Regions from separate parts of the Bombyx mori genome. Here region 2 is linked to region 1. A link is a contact called in public Hi-C data. All regions are on one chromosome and are shown on one strand. The core of a region is the stretch at or near the end of the contact, and the rest is flanking DNA. Distances in the headings are between cores, read along the strand shown.

Region 1 (6,528 bases), core at 3,539-6,038:
AACTGTATTTTATTATGTCATATATTTTATTAGGTTATGTTAGTTGTGAATGAAAATAAACAATTCTAAGAATACGGTTCTGTTTTAAATATAGATTTATGATTGTGTTTGATTGCGCTGTATGTAATAATGATTATAATCGTTACCATAATACAAATTGAGAATAACCTATGTTGTATTTTATAAGTTTGTTATAATCCTATTAAATATTTGTTACAGTTGTGAAATAATAAATATAATGATTTGTTATACTAATTTTTAAATTTACGAAGCCCACATATAAATTCGATTATCAAACTAAATCTGACAGTGTTGGCTTTAGCGACGCTTTTACCGACGAACTTAAGTTATTGGGAATATTAATTTATTTTAATAATAATAATAATAAAACATATCATGCACAAATGAGTTGTTTCAAAGTTTACATCATATCATTACTGTATTAATGTTATTTAGCGGAATTAAAATAAAAAAATATTTTGTTTTCAAAGATCAAAAGATAATTCAATTTATTTGTTGTATTTTATTAGTGCACAATAAAGATATAATTTGCACTCTTTCATTTTTGACTTTTAAGGAAATATTGTGAGAATTTAATAATATTTGTTTCTTTTGTTTAACAAAACCTATTGTTCTAAACTCATTATTACTGAAATATTAGACGTATTGTGCACTATATATATTTATCAAGTAAACACCTTTAAGACACATTGTGAATCATAGGATAAATTATTGAGTGATTATTTTTTGTGAAAATTAACGCTTAAATGTCAAAAGCACTGCCTTATTTTAACAAATAAGATTTCGAATTTGAAAAGAGCATGCCTAGTTTGCTTAGCAGGTTAGCACTTCACTCCCTTCGGCTGTTCGTGTGTGAAATGTGAGAAAAGTATCGAGAAAACGTGACGTCACTTCCGAAAATGGCAGCTATTTTTTTTTAAAACTATAATACCTACCCACAGAACTGTATATAAAGAAAGTCTGAACTTTTTTATTTCATAACGTTTTGCATTTTACAAAACAGTATTGTACTTTTATATAAAAAAAATATATATTTAGCGATCATGTGAATCCAATTTGTAAATTTATTAAATAAATTATTAAATTTTATAAACGATATAACTTTAACCAGAGATTCTCGTTTTCAAGACACCAACATAGTGAATTAAGAAATTTTAAAATAAAACCACATGTTTACAACAGAAATATTGATTTTTATAAATTTATAAATTGAATTTGAAATCGCTATATGAAATAAAAAAAATTACATCGAGGGTAAAATATTTCAGTTTTAAATGCGCCCGTACTATTTTGATTTGAGTAACAGAATCTTTTTATTATAAACATCTTTTAAAAAACATGTATACCTACTTAAAATTTCAAAAAAGTTATCCGAAACATTTTCTATTTTACCTCTATTTCTGCATTTGTTATTAGAGCGATATTAAAAAAAAAAACATTTTTACGGTTTAATTAAACTAATAACAAAATAGCTACAAAAATACTTCGTCGCCATCTTGAAGGAACTACGTCATATCACTGCCAACATTGAGACCGATGCACTAACCTTGAACCCGGAGAATGTTTTTTTTTTCTTTTCCAAAATAAAATTCTATTATGGAAAAGAATTAGAAGTAAATTCGTAGGTACTACACGAAACTAAGTTAATCGTCTACAGCTTGTGTGTAGTTTGTTTGTATTTTAGAAAAGTATAAATAATAGGGGAAACTTCTAATTTGTATAACCAACTGAATTAAACCTAAATCCCGTAGACATAGCCAGAGAGAAATATAGGTTATCCGAAACCGATCTGTCTCTAAAAGTATACTTTTAATTTAAGATGAAATATAATTATACTTTTCGTTCACTCATAACACAAAAAGAATTAGGTTTTAATTTAATGTTTAATTACGAATCTATTTATGACAATGTTGTATTCTCTCGACAATTGTAACATCGCAGATTGTGGGTGACAGTGAATCAGAAATTTAGATTTAAACGCTCTGGCATTTTAGTTTACAAATAACCTTAGATGAATGAACGTTTTCAAGTTTATACCAATATCGGAAACTTTCAAAATCATTCAGATTAATCATCTGAACACATATGAGCACAATACATTAACCTCACTACTTTCTTGGAATCATTAATGACAAGATTGACAAGTAATAATGACAAATTTGAATGAATATTACCAAGGGAATTAAAAAACACCACAATAAAACTTGCACGGTGTTTTGTCTCTTTCGATCGTGCATGAAACTAGCTGTCAACGAAAGAGACAACGCTTTTATGCCACGTTTATTGGTAAATTTTTTTTTGCTGCCCATTAAACGTGTCAAGAAATAAAGATTTTGACTTTCAAACGCGTTCAAAACAAAATTTGAAGATTTTGAGCTTGAAAATATAATACAAAAATATAAATATAATACTAAATAATGAAAATTGATAATACTTTTGCTTGTGTTGGAAATATAGGTATTTTATACCTTCCGCAACCATGCAGCCTAATCTGCCGCTTAAAAATAATCTCTTTTTTACTTTCCAAATCAGCTGGTATATAAATTACAAGACGCTTTAGATACAAAAATGAAAATGCCGGAACTTTTGAATCTGTGTTCAACATTATCTCATTGAATCCTTCCACCATCTGTAACATCGTTTCAAATATGAATATTTGTGTATTTATTGCAGCTACAAGCAATATATTCGTTTAAATGTTAACTGAAAGGTTCTTAACACAGAAAATTTTCTGATAGGTACAAATTAAATTCATTGGTAGCCCTGTCCAGCAATGCATGCCTTAATGCCTTTGCATTTATATTTTTTAAATAACAAAGCGTTCACGAATGCTCACTTTTGGCGGCCTGCTACCTATAGACATTGATAATAGCATGTTCAGTTTATCATTACCTCAAAGCAAACCTATGTATAGTAATGCTTTGATTGAATTTTCTATGTTAAGACCGTATACTTATTTAGTCGAAATAACAATAATTAAAAATGGTATTATATTAAAATATAAACTTAGTTACATACTTGTTACGTATTGTAAGCTGTGGGATCGTATTGTTTCACATGTAACGGACGCTGAATAAAAAAAATACATGTTCTTTGAATATAATATCTTCATATACGGAGTTTTATGTTTTATTCTTAATTCTTTGACTGATTCATCATTATCATCAGCCTAATTACGTCATCGTTGAGCTTAAGCGTCTCCTACTACGCTACTTAGACAATAATATTATAATTACAAGTCTCACTAACAATGAAAAAAATTCGGAGTAAAATATTTGAGGTTAGGTTATGTTAGGTTTAAAGGCTTGTCAGAATTGTCAAAGAGGTTGCCCCTATAATCTGTGGCATCAGCCTAATTCGGTCATCATTGAACTTAGCGTCTCCTACGACGCTGTATAGACAATGTTATTATCACACGTCACTTAAAATTTTCACGCAAATTATTTGAGGCTAGGTTAAATTAGGTTAGAAGCCGATCAAAAGGACTATTCTTATCATCAGTTCATACCAGAGGATCGAATGGTAAACAGTCGCCGTCGCCCCAAACACGTCATTTCAGATCCTCCCGATTCACTATCGGTGCTATTATATATCCTCAATAATTAACCCACCATTAATTAACCCACAGACACAGCCCACTGAGTTTCTCGCGGGATCTTTTCAGTAGGTCGCTTTTCCGATCCGGTGGTAGATTCTACGAAGCAGGCTAGGGCTAGTATTAGCAACGTCCCAGGTTAGAGCCCCGTGAGCTGACCTACTGGTTAGGTGAATCCGTCAAGTGGTCACCGTCGCCTATGGACTTCAGCAATGCCAGGGACAGAGCCAAGCCGCTGCCTACCGTTAAGTACTCTCCACAAGCTTCGTGTGAAGAAGAACATTTTATAGCGCTCGGGAAACACCGTAGATAAGATAATAGTAAGAGGGAGTTCATTCAAAAGCCAGACGATGCGTGGTAAGAAAGGTTTCTGGAAATGCACTGTGGATGAACGCAGCGGTTCTATGTATAGTATAGATCAGCGGCTCCCAAACTTATTTTGTCTACCACCCACTTTGAGAATAAATTGTTTTAAATGCCCCCATTTTTTCTTACTACTACTACTTTTACTACATTTTTTAGTACCACTATATAAACATAAACACGTAAACCACTATAGCGAGAGCTCAGTCGGTGTCTATGAGTCTTCCTAGATGTTATTACTAATCGCCTCCCTAGCCTCTACACAACGCCCCCATTTTTTTGTGGCTCCCCTAACCGCCCCCCCCCCCCCTTAGGGCCTTCAGCGCCCACTAGGAGACGTTATCGCCCACTTTGGGAAAGGTTGGTATTGATGAAGTCTACTCCGCTTGCAGAAGTGCGAAGATAAAAATGACATGACAGGATCATCTCAAATAATACCACAGACACCCACAAAACATTTAGAAAAAGGGAACCGAAATTTCTCCGTAGACCCAGAAGTATCCTGAAGCTATTTTTGAAGCTTGGACAGTAACTTAGACAGTAAGTACTTTGTGGTCAATCAGCATTTTTTATATGAAAATCCTCCACGGGAAAGTTTCATTTTCAGACAGATTTTTTATATTTATTTACTATCATAATAGAGGTGCCAAATTGTAGAATGCTTACGGATATTAACCAGTGCGAGTATTATAATATCTTTACCTTGGTATTTGATATTGGAAGCTTTCTATTTTAATGAAACAACGCCACCTATTGTTCAGTAGTGGAACGACTACGAATGAGAGAAACACAAAATCAAGTTGATGGTATTTGTTGCAATTTAAATCTACTGAACTATAGATGTCGCTGTATACGAAACCGTGACTAACTGTTTTTATGGTCTATGTTTTTAGATTTAAATTGATTAAACAGAGCATTCCCAATTGGTCAATGAAAATAAATTTCGTTACATTCAGTACTTTTACAATTGTGTTATTTTTTTATTTTTTATGGGGTAAATCTAAATAGTCGTCAAGACGAGCTCTTGGCATAAAGTTGTTGGGCCTCACAGAATTCATGACGTTCACAATTCATTCAATAGTTAAGGACTTGCTTAACCTTCAAAGCAAGAATGCATCAAACCTTCAAAGCAAGTTCGCGCCAAAAATATGTAGGATAGCTACACGTGCGAGTTTACAATACGCCGTATAGGTACATAAAGGAAGCAAAAAACTGTTCAAAATTCGTTCAAATGACTCATATACTGCGTTCTCGATTCAAAATATTTTTTTCGTAATAAAGTGAAAGTTTATTTGTCATTTGCATAGCAACACGTCCAGCTGTCGACAAACGCCAATTGCCGCGGAAGTGCGTCGCCGGAAACAGGTGTGTTCCGCTCAGTATGACTCCGGGATACTCTAAAAAAAAACAATTCAACAAGCTCTTATTGCTATGGTAATAAGAATGAAAATTCTAACCTTGAAAATGTCCATGACAAATATTGTTTGCTATTCAAAACACCATAACACAATGGTATAAGAGTGAGAATGCATGATTTGAAATGTATAACTTACATTGTCCCGGTACTTCAGTGCGTTGCACTGCTGAGACAATCGAGCGACACCACGGTATACCGTAACTCAAGCGGTTAAGATTCATTTTAGTACCGCAAAAGTTGATAATTTTTATTTCTTTTTGGTATCAGCTGTCAAAGTTCGTGACTTGATAATTTTGATGTTTATGCCATATAGATTAAGGTTAAAATAGCAATTACATAGTGTAAATTTGCATTTCTCGGTCAGTTAGTGTGTATATAAATATCCTATTTTTTATATATTTAAATCTGTTAAGTCATTTTACATTTTTATGCTGATGATCATAACTGCTTTATTAAATTAACAAAGTATGTCCTTGAGGCATTGTAACCTCTAATTTAATTACATAACGTCTGATGTTTAATAACTCAGCATCGCATTAACGGTGTGCTATTTTTCGAAACAATAATTTAAAGCTACAACGTGAATACAGATGTTCACTTTGAGACATGGCTTTCGACGGTAGGTATTATCAAGAGCGCTTACAAAAATATTACTTAACCTTCAAAAAGAAACATTAAAATTTATCCGCATCCGTGTCATATTATTTTGAAAAAAAAAAAAAAGAATGAAATCGTTTTCCTAGCCGTTGGCCTAATCGTCAAAAATGCGGTCTCGAAAAATGAGGTAACTAAGTTACAAAAAAAAAATAATTTAAATCGTTTTAAAATTTAACAAAACATTTATTATAGCTATACTAAACCCGATGTCCGAAGTCGTTCTGGACCTGTTATTATGCAATTTACAACAATTCACAAACGATCGGAGCGATTCGAGAAAAAAAATTTACCAAAGAACTATCTAGAACTATAATATTCTGTTTCGATTTAATTTGAATGTTTTTATTGCTGGCTTCTCGTTTGATACTCCTTTAATTCAAGTACGTACATTATTAATATCTATATTATATTTATATACTTAATAGTTTGTTGGTTTGAACGCGCTAATCTGAGGAACTACTGGGCCGATTTGAAA
Region 2 (6,154 bases), core at 2,489-4,988, 100 kb after region 1:
AATCCGGCCTAGAAGTCTCTTGACCCTAAGTCCGAACGTTGTAACAAAAATCTGTCTTTGACTAGTAGATAACATGGTAATGACAAAGACGCTAAAAGCTCGCAGTGTCTAATGATAAGATAAAGTCGGTATTATATCAGTGACACTAGTATTAAGCTTTTAGGCAATACGTGAGTAGTAAGTGAGTGATATTTGAGTTTCAGATTGTAACGGCTTTAGTGTCGTCAAAACACTTTTAAAAAAATTATAACTGAATTAAATTGACTAGCCTTCTTGAATTCAATGGTTTGCTGAATTCAAATGTTATATAAAGAATCGCTCTACAGTCTACTGGAAAAGGTAATGAAATAAAACTTTCCAGAATAATTTCGTAACTTAAATGATGACTTTTAATACATCTTCGTATATTACACTTTTTTTTTTTTGTTTTATACAAAACAACATCCACTTTTCTCGAGGCCTCCGATTTAACCTCAGAGCGGACACGTACAAAAATAACAAAGAAAAAAAAATACTAATTATAATATCAAAAAAAATTATTACGTAATTAAAGAGATCCTCCGAGGTTTGGGAGACGAAAACATTTAAGCACATATTGAATAAAAATATATCTTACTTATCGTTAAGAAACAACAAATCGATTACTTTGTGAATAAAAATTGTTCTCCAATCTAGAGCAATAATGACAATGCATTTAACAGGTAGCTCTGTTATAACACGATATTTTACAACGCGGTTCCATTTTAACACGGAAGGAAAAAATTCCCCAAAATCTTCTTATAACACAGTATTTCTACAACACGAGATTTTTGTTTAAAAATTCTTTAAAAAAATACATTATGCTTTATGAACCCAACATTTAAGGGAATAACCGAAATTTTACCGCTTATTTTTAATAGGTAAATAAATACATACGGGCATAGTTGAGATGATTCATTCAGACAAATTACTATTCTTTTTAGTCTTATATAACACGATTTTTCACAACGCGGAACTTTGTATAAATATATCTACCGTGTTATAGAAAGGTTACTTGTATATATTACCTGCTTGTTATAAGGCGACATTTTGATAATAATTTGAATATTGAAGTGTTTTTGGTCGAACATTGTAATAACTCGTTCTTATTCAATGTTGCGTCAACGACTATTTATAAATAATTCTGTCGGAAATTCACGATTTATTTACAGGTTTTTTTTTGTTATATAAAATACCTGTTATCAAAACGAAGGAGACAAAGTAAAATCGCATTAAATATTGACGCCAAAATATAATCACTCGTTTTTAAGCAAAGAGTACTGTTACTATGATTACAACCTGTTTTTTTTTTTTTTTAGTTAGTTCAGTGAATAATAATTTTAAATGAACAAAGTAAATGATTTTAGATAGTTTTTATATTTCGTTTAATAATTTAATAATGGAAGCGTTGTAAAATTCATCGTTCTTCATAAAAGTGCTCTGGTTTTTATATACCGATTACCTAATACGGATATTGCATAAGTATGAGTCATCATAAGAGTTCTCAAAAAAACAAAACCGTTTAAAATCAACCGTAAATCTTACTTTTGATTCTCGTTTAGATATTTCGCGTCTCCCAACGTATATGCTCATTGTAAAAATCTATAAATCTTAAACTTATAATAAACAAGGCATGAAATTTCACTAACGCTCTTAGGTCGGATCGTAGGCGCATAATTAATTTGAAGAATGGCCAAATATCTACCTAGCTAATGGAGCAGAATTATTGAGGGACTGATCTTTTCAAACTTAAAACAAAAAGTTAATAATGACGCGTCAAACATTACACAACAAAAAGAACAAACAACATCCGATCGTAAACAAAAAACCAAATTTTATAAGCGCATCGTTCGAAAAGATCCGTTTCAATATTGGGACTAGGCGTCGGGGTAACTTTCTTAGCGGAACGTAAATTGTAAAATAGAAGCACCAATCGAGTAATAATAGTTAAGCGTCAACACAGGCATGCCACAAAAAAAAACACTAAAGAAAGTAACCCCGTTTCCTAAAATAATTATTCGACATTAATATCATAAAATTGGTTAATTCCTTTATTCATTGTCAATAGTATACAACCTTGGCGCTTGTTCGCTTCAACATGGCCGTCGCACGCACACATACACAACAACTAGCGCGTGTGTGGTCACCGCACATGCCACAGACCGAGGTTAAGTACACTGAGCCGAGGCAACTTCACGATATGGTCCAAGCCTTGCGGAGTTATGCCCGTGCAACCGTACAAATCTATCGCCTTCAAGTTCCGCAGACCCTCGCCGAGCGCCCGGAGGCCTCTGTCTGTGACCTTCGTGCATTGTCCTATATTGAGAGTTTCTAGCTGCGATAACCGGCCGACCCTCTCCAAGCCTTCGTCCGTTAGCCGACAAGCGCTTAGAGATAACGAACGCAGCCCGGACAAGCCCAGCGTCGCATGCGATAGCGCTTCATCTCCAACTTTATCACAGAACGAAACGTCGAGAGCCCTCAATCTTCCGCTCTCGGCCAGATGGGCGACACCAGCGTCGGACACTCCGTCGCAAGCCCTTAAATTAACGTCTTCTAAATGCGGCAGTCTCGCTAAATGCCTCAAGCCCGCATCGGTAACGGCTACGCAGAAAGACAGATTTATGGATTTAAGTTTAGGAAGACCTGTGGCGGCGTGTCTCAATGCTTCATCTGTTAACCTTTGGCAATCTTGCAAGCCCAAATGCTCGAGTTCTGGAGTTCCCCTGGCTTCCCCTCCGCCGCACAGGTGGGCGATTCCGGCATCGTTAACGTGCCAACACGACCGCAGGTTTAATCGACGGAGATTCCTAAGTCCCCATGCTATTAACAGCAGACCTGTATCCGTAATGTTGCAGCAACCGCCTAGCTCTAGTTCTTCCAAGTTCTTTAACGATTGAGCGATCCTTCCGAGCGAAGAGTCCGTTACCTGTTTGCAAAGTGATAAATCAAGTCTTTTCAATGCCGGCAGTTCGGCAGCAAACGCGCTGGCTAGTGCTGCGTCAGTGACGCTGTAACATCCACTCAAAGACAACGATTCTAGCCCAGGTAAAGATGCGACTGCGTCTCTTAAGCCTCTTCTAAGTGACAATACTTGTAATTTTCTTACTCCACGTCTAGCTAAGGATGCAAACAGTACAGGAGCAGGTCTCCGTAGATGCAGAGCGGCTTCTACGCCACGCCAAACAGATCTTCGATCAGCTGCGTCCCTCCACGCGCGACAAACTTGTGCAGCTCGGCCCCTGTCTCGCACCGGTAGTCTTTCAAATATAAGCGCCAACAACTCTGGATACAGCCTCGAGATGTGAGTTCCCTGAGGCTCAGTCGGGGGCTCGGACACGTGAGCGGAAGGCAAATGCGGCCGGTGTAGTCTGTAAGGCGCGCTACGATGTTTTCTCCTCGTCGTCGTGCTCGGTAACTCGGTAAGGCCAAGCCGTTCGTCCCGCCAGGACAACATTTCCTCAGTCCACGCACTCATTGTGGCGACACTGCACACTTTAACATGTCACGATGCATCGGACCGGTTTTCGGAGAAACTCGTGTGGATGGGAGAGCGCGCGACGCACGTCTACCCCGCGCGACTGCTCCTCGTGTACTGTGGGTTGGTGGAGAGCGGCCGCCCCCTGCAGTCCCCGCGCTGGCCCCGCTGCCGCCCGCGCGCGACTATTGGTCGCGGTTGACGGCACGTGACGCGCGTCGTATCGATTCGGAGGCTCTGCGGCGGCATTTTTAAGTTGGCGGGCCGAGAACCCGCCTTCGTCCCGCGCGAACCCCGCTACCCGCACCTCATAGATTAAGTGCACCAACAGACTGTTCATCCTTATATTTCATACTTCCAAACAGCACAACTTTTCCTTTGCAATCTTGAACATGATTAATAATGTAGAAATAAATATAAAAGCGTTTCTCGAACTTAACTTAAAAATAAAAAGTAAAAGTAAAAAAAATGAGAAAAACTTACTGAATAAAGTAAATTTAATTAATTAATTAAATTTGTATGAACAAATCAGTTATACATGCTTATAAGCTATATTTAATAGATACATACTTGTAATATTATCTTTATCTATCTTTAAAAAGTATTGACTGACGTCACAAAGGATTACTTGATGCAATAATAAGTCTGTTTAATATGTTGAAGTAATCCCAATACTAATTCGTGCATTGAAGTTCTGATGGCCTTAAATATACTAATCACAACTGAGAATGTTTCCACCCGCCACATGAGCTAGTTGTCAGTTTCAGTCGAATGTCGTGTGAATAATAACTTAAATTAAGATTAATAGCTCTAATCTAATGGTGATTGGCGATTCTGATTATGTTACTACGAGGTCACTGTCATCATTTTTACTAACTTACTTACAAACGCCTTTTTGAAAGTAACGTATTTATTAGTATCATCCACTACGGATACTAGCCGACGAAACCATATAGACCTGATTTTTTATTTATTTGACCAAGGTAAATACATTGATGAATTATTCTTCAGCTTACATCGGAAGGTGAACCATAATCTTCATAACGTATCTAGGTTGCCATCCAGTACGGCAATACAACAGTCTCGAACTTGCGTCTTTGCATAAGAAAGGAACCATGATAGCGAAACACAATGATTATGAGTGAATACATTATACACGCTCTAAAATTAACTATGATTCTTTAATATTTATTTTTAAAAGCAAAAACTTACTTCAACCAATCTTTAACAAGAGATTAGTAATGATAAAAAAAAGATGTCTTTAGGAGTCAAATTTTGTTAGGCAATGTCTAGAAATAACGTTTACATCCATACTCTTTGTTACGAGTGATAAGGCGGCAAAACAAGTCGGCGCGCCGTATATTTTCGTTCTCGCTGCACTTGCCGACGACTTTTGTCCAGATAAGAAAGACTCATGTCAACTATTCAAAAGCGCTTTATTACAACGGCATACAGCAACGGGAGGCCGTGACAGGGGCCAAGATAAATTAGTTTTTTGATAACACCAGCCAACTATTACAAGGGCGACCGGTTGCAAGCGTTCCAAATATTAATTTCGAATTCAAACGTGTTCCAGAATGAAACGCGGTCTGGTCGAGGGACAACGGACGTTTTGAAATTAACGGCACATAAAAAAGAAAAAGAAAACTTGAATTTTGTTCGGAATTTTTAGAACTTTGCAATAGTAGTTATCAAAATGAGATTTTATAATTTTATTTTAAAAATTTGAAATGTATCTATGAGTCAGTGACGCCATACTGTTTTAAAATTTTAATTTGTTTTTTGTTGCGTCTGCATTTTCCTTGACTGAAGAGTAGGCGATATACTTAGCTATATAGACGTAATAAAATATTTGTAAGAGGCTAGATCGGATCGGATGCCTTTGTTTAGATACGCATAGTTAAAACAGTTGAATACATTTTTTTTCTATGTTTATAAACCGATTTTCTTTTTATTTGTTTTGTATATATTGATGAGTGTAAATCTAATGAGATCTAAAGAAAGAAAGACTGGATGTGGTCATTTTATTTTGCTGTCATTAACAAAGCATGAAGTCTAATTTGGATCGCCTTTGGAGCATTGTTATGTTAACTGCTGCCCGAGCGCGACCTAACAACTCAAGAGCAGCTGCTTCGCGAATGAATCTACTACGGGATCGGAATCGCGACCCGCTGAGAAGATCCGGCGGGAAACTCAGCGGGCAGATGGTTAGGTTAGGTTGCACGTCGACCTCTTTGTCGAGTTCGACGAGTGCGGTTACCGGGGTCCCTGCTCCTAGTGTTAGAGCTGAAGGCGTGAACCTGAAACCTTGTTCTCCCACAGTTCGTTTCTAGAGGACCACGACCGGCTTCTGAATGAATTTCGTAAGTCGCGGGTTTTATCTAGCACAATAATATATCTTGGGCTTATCATTTAAGCGTGTCTTTATAGTTTTCAAACCACATTTATTTGCTTCTCGCCCGGTGACGCTGATATGGTCTCTCAAGACCATCAGCTTAGGTAGGAAAAAAACAAAAAGATAAAACGAAATGGGGGTCAGTCGTCTCACGGTAAGGCAGCTCGCGGCGTGCTACCTAAATCGCCGATTATTTAGATACCCCTCAAAAGAGTAGGACCTACCTTCAATACCGTCTTTACCATAAGGGCACACGGGGCCCG

The links. Hi-C and Micro-C count contacts between places; a contact is called where the count stands out from the background.
Region 2: a contact with region 1 is called in a Hi-C map of whole pupa, with 2.7 times the contacts expected there. The contact joins the promoter of LOC101745946 here to the enhancer-like site in region 1. A contact is called at or near these places in 3 of 7 Hi-C or Micro-C datasets (middle silk gland, posterior silk gland and whole pupa).

The regions. Positions count from the first base shown.
Region 1 is chr28:5,418,458-5,424,985 of ASM3026992v2, forward strand. It overlaps LOC101745804 (early endosome antigen 1), which reads left to right. Exons shown (of 21, transcript XM_038021134.2): 21 at 1-3,140. Among protein-coding and RNA genes, the nearest start is that of Rybp, 41 kb to the right of the region's middle. Within about 2 kb of position 4,789, at least 8 of the 8 cell types and tissues checked have open chromatin away from gene starts, as enhancers often do.
Region 2 is chr28:5,522,167-5,528,320 of ASM3026992v2, forward strand. It overlaps LOC101745946 (F-box/LRR-repeat protein 14), which reads right to left and starts at 3,739. Exons shown (of 1, transcript XM_004923386.5): 1 at 2,057-3,739. The coding sequence starts at 3,496. The coding sequence ends at 2,162.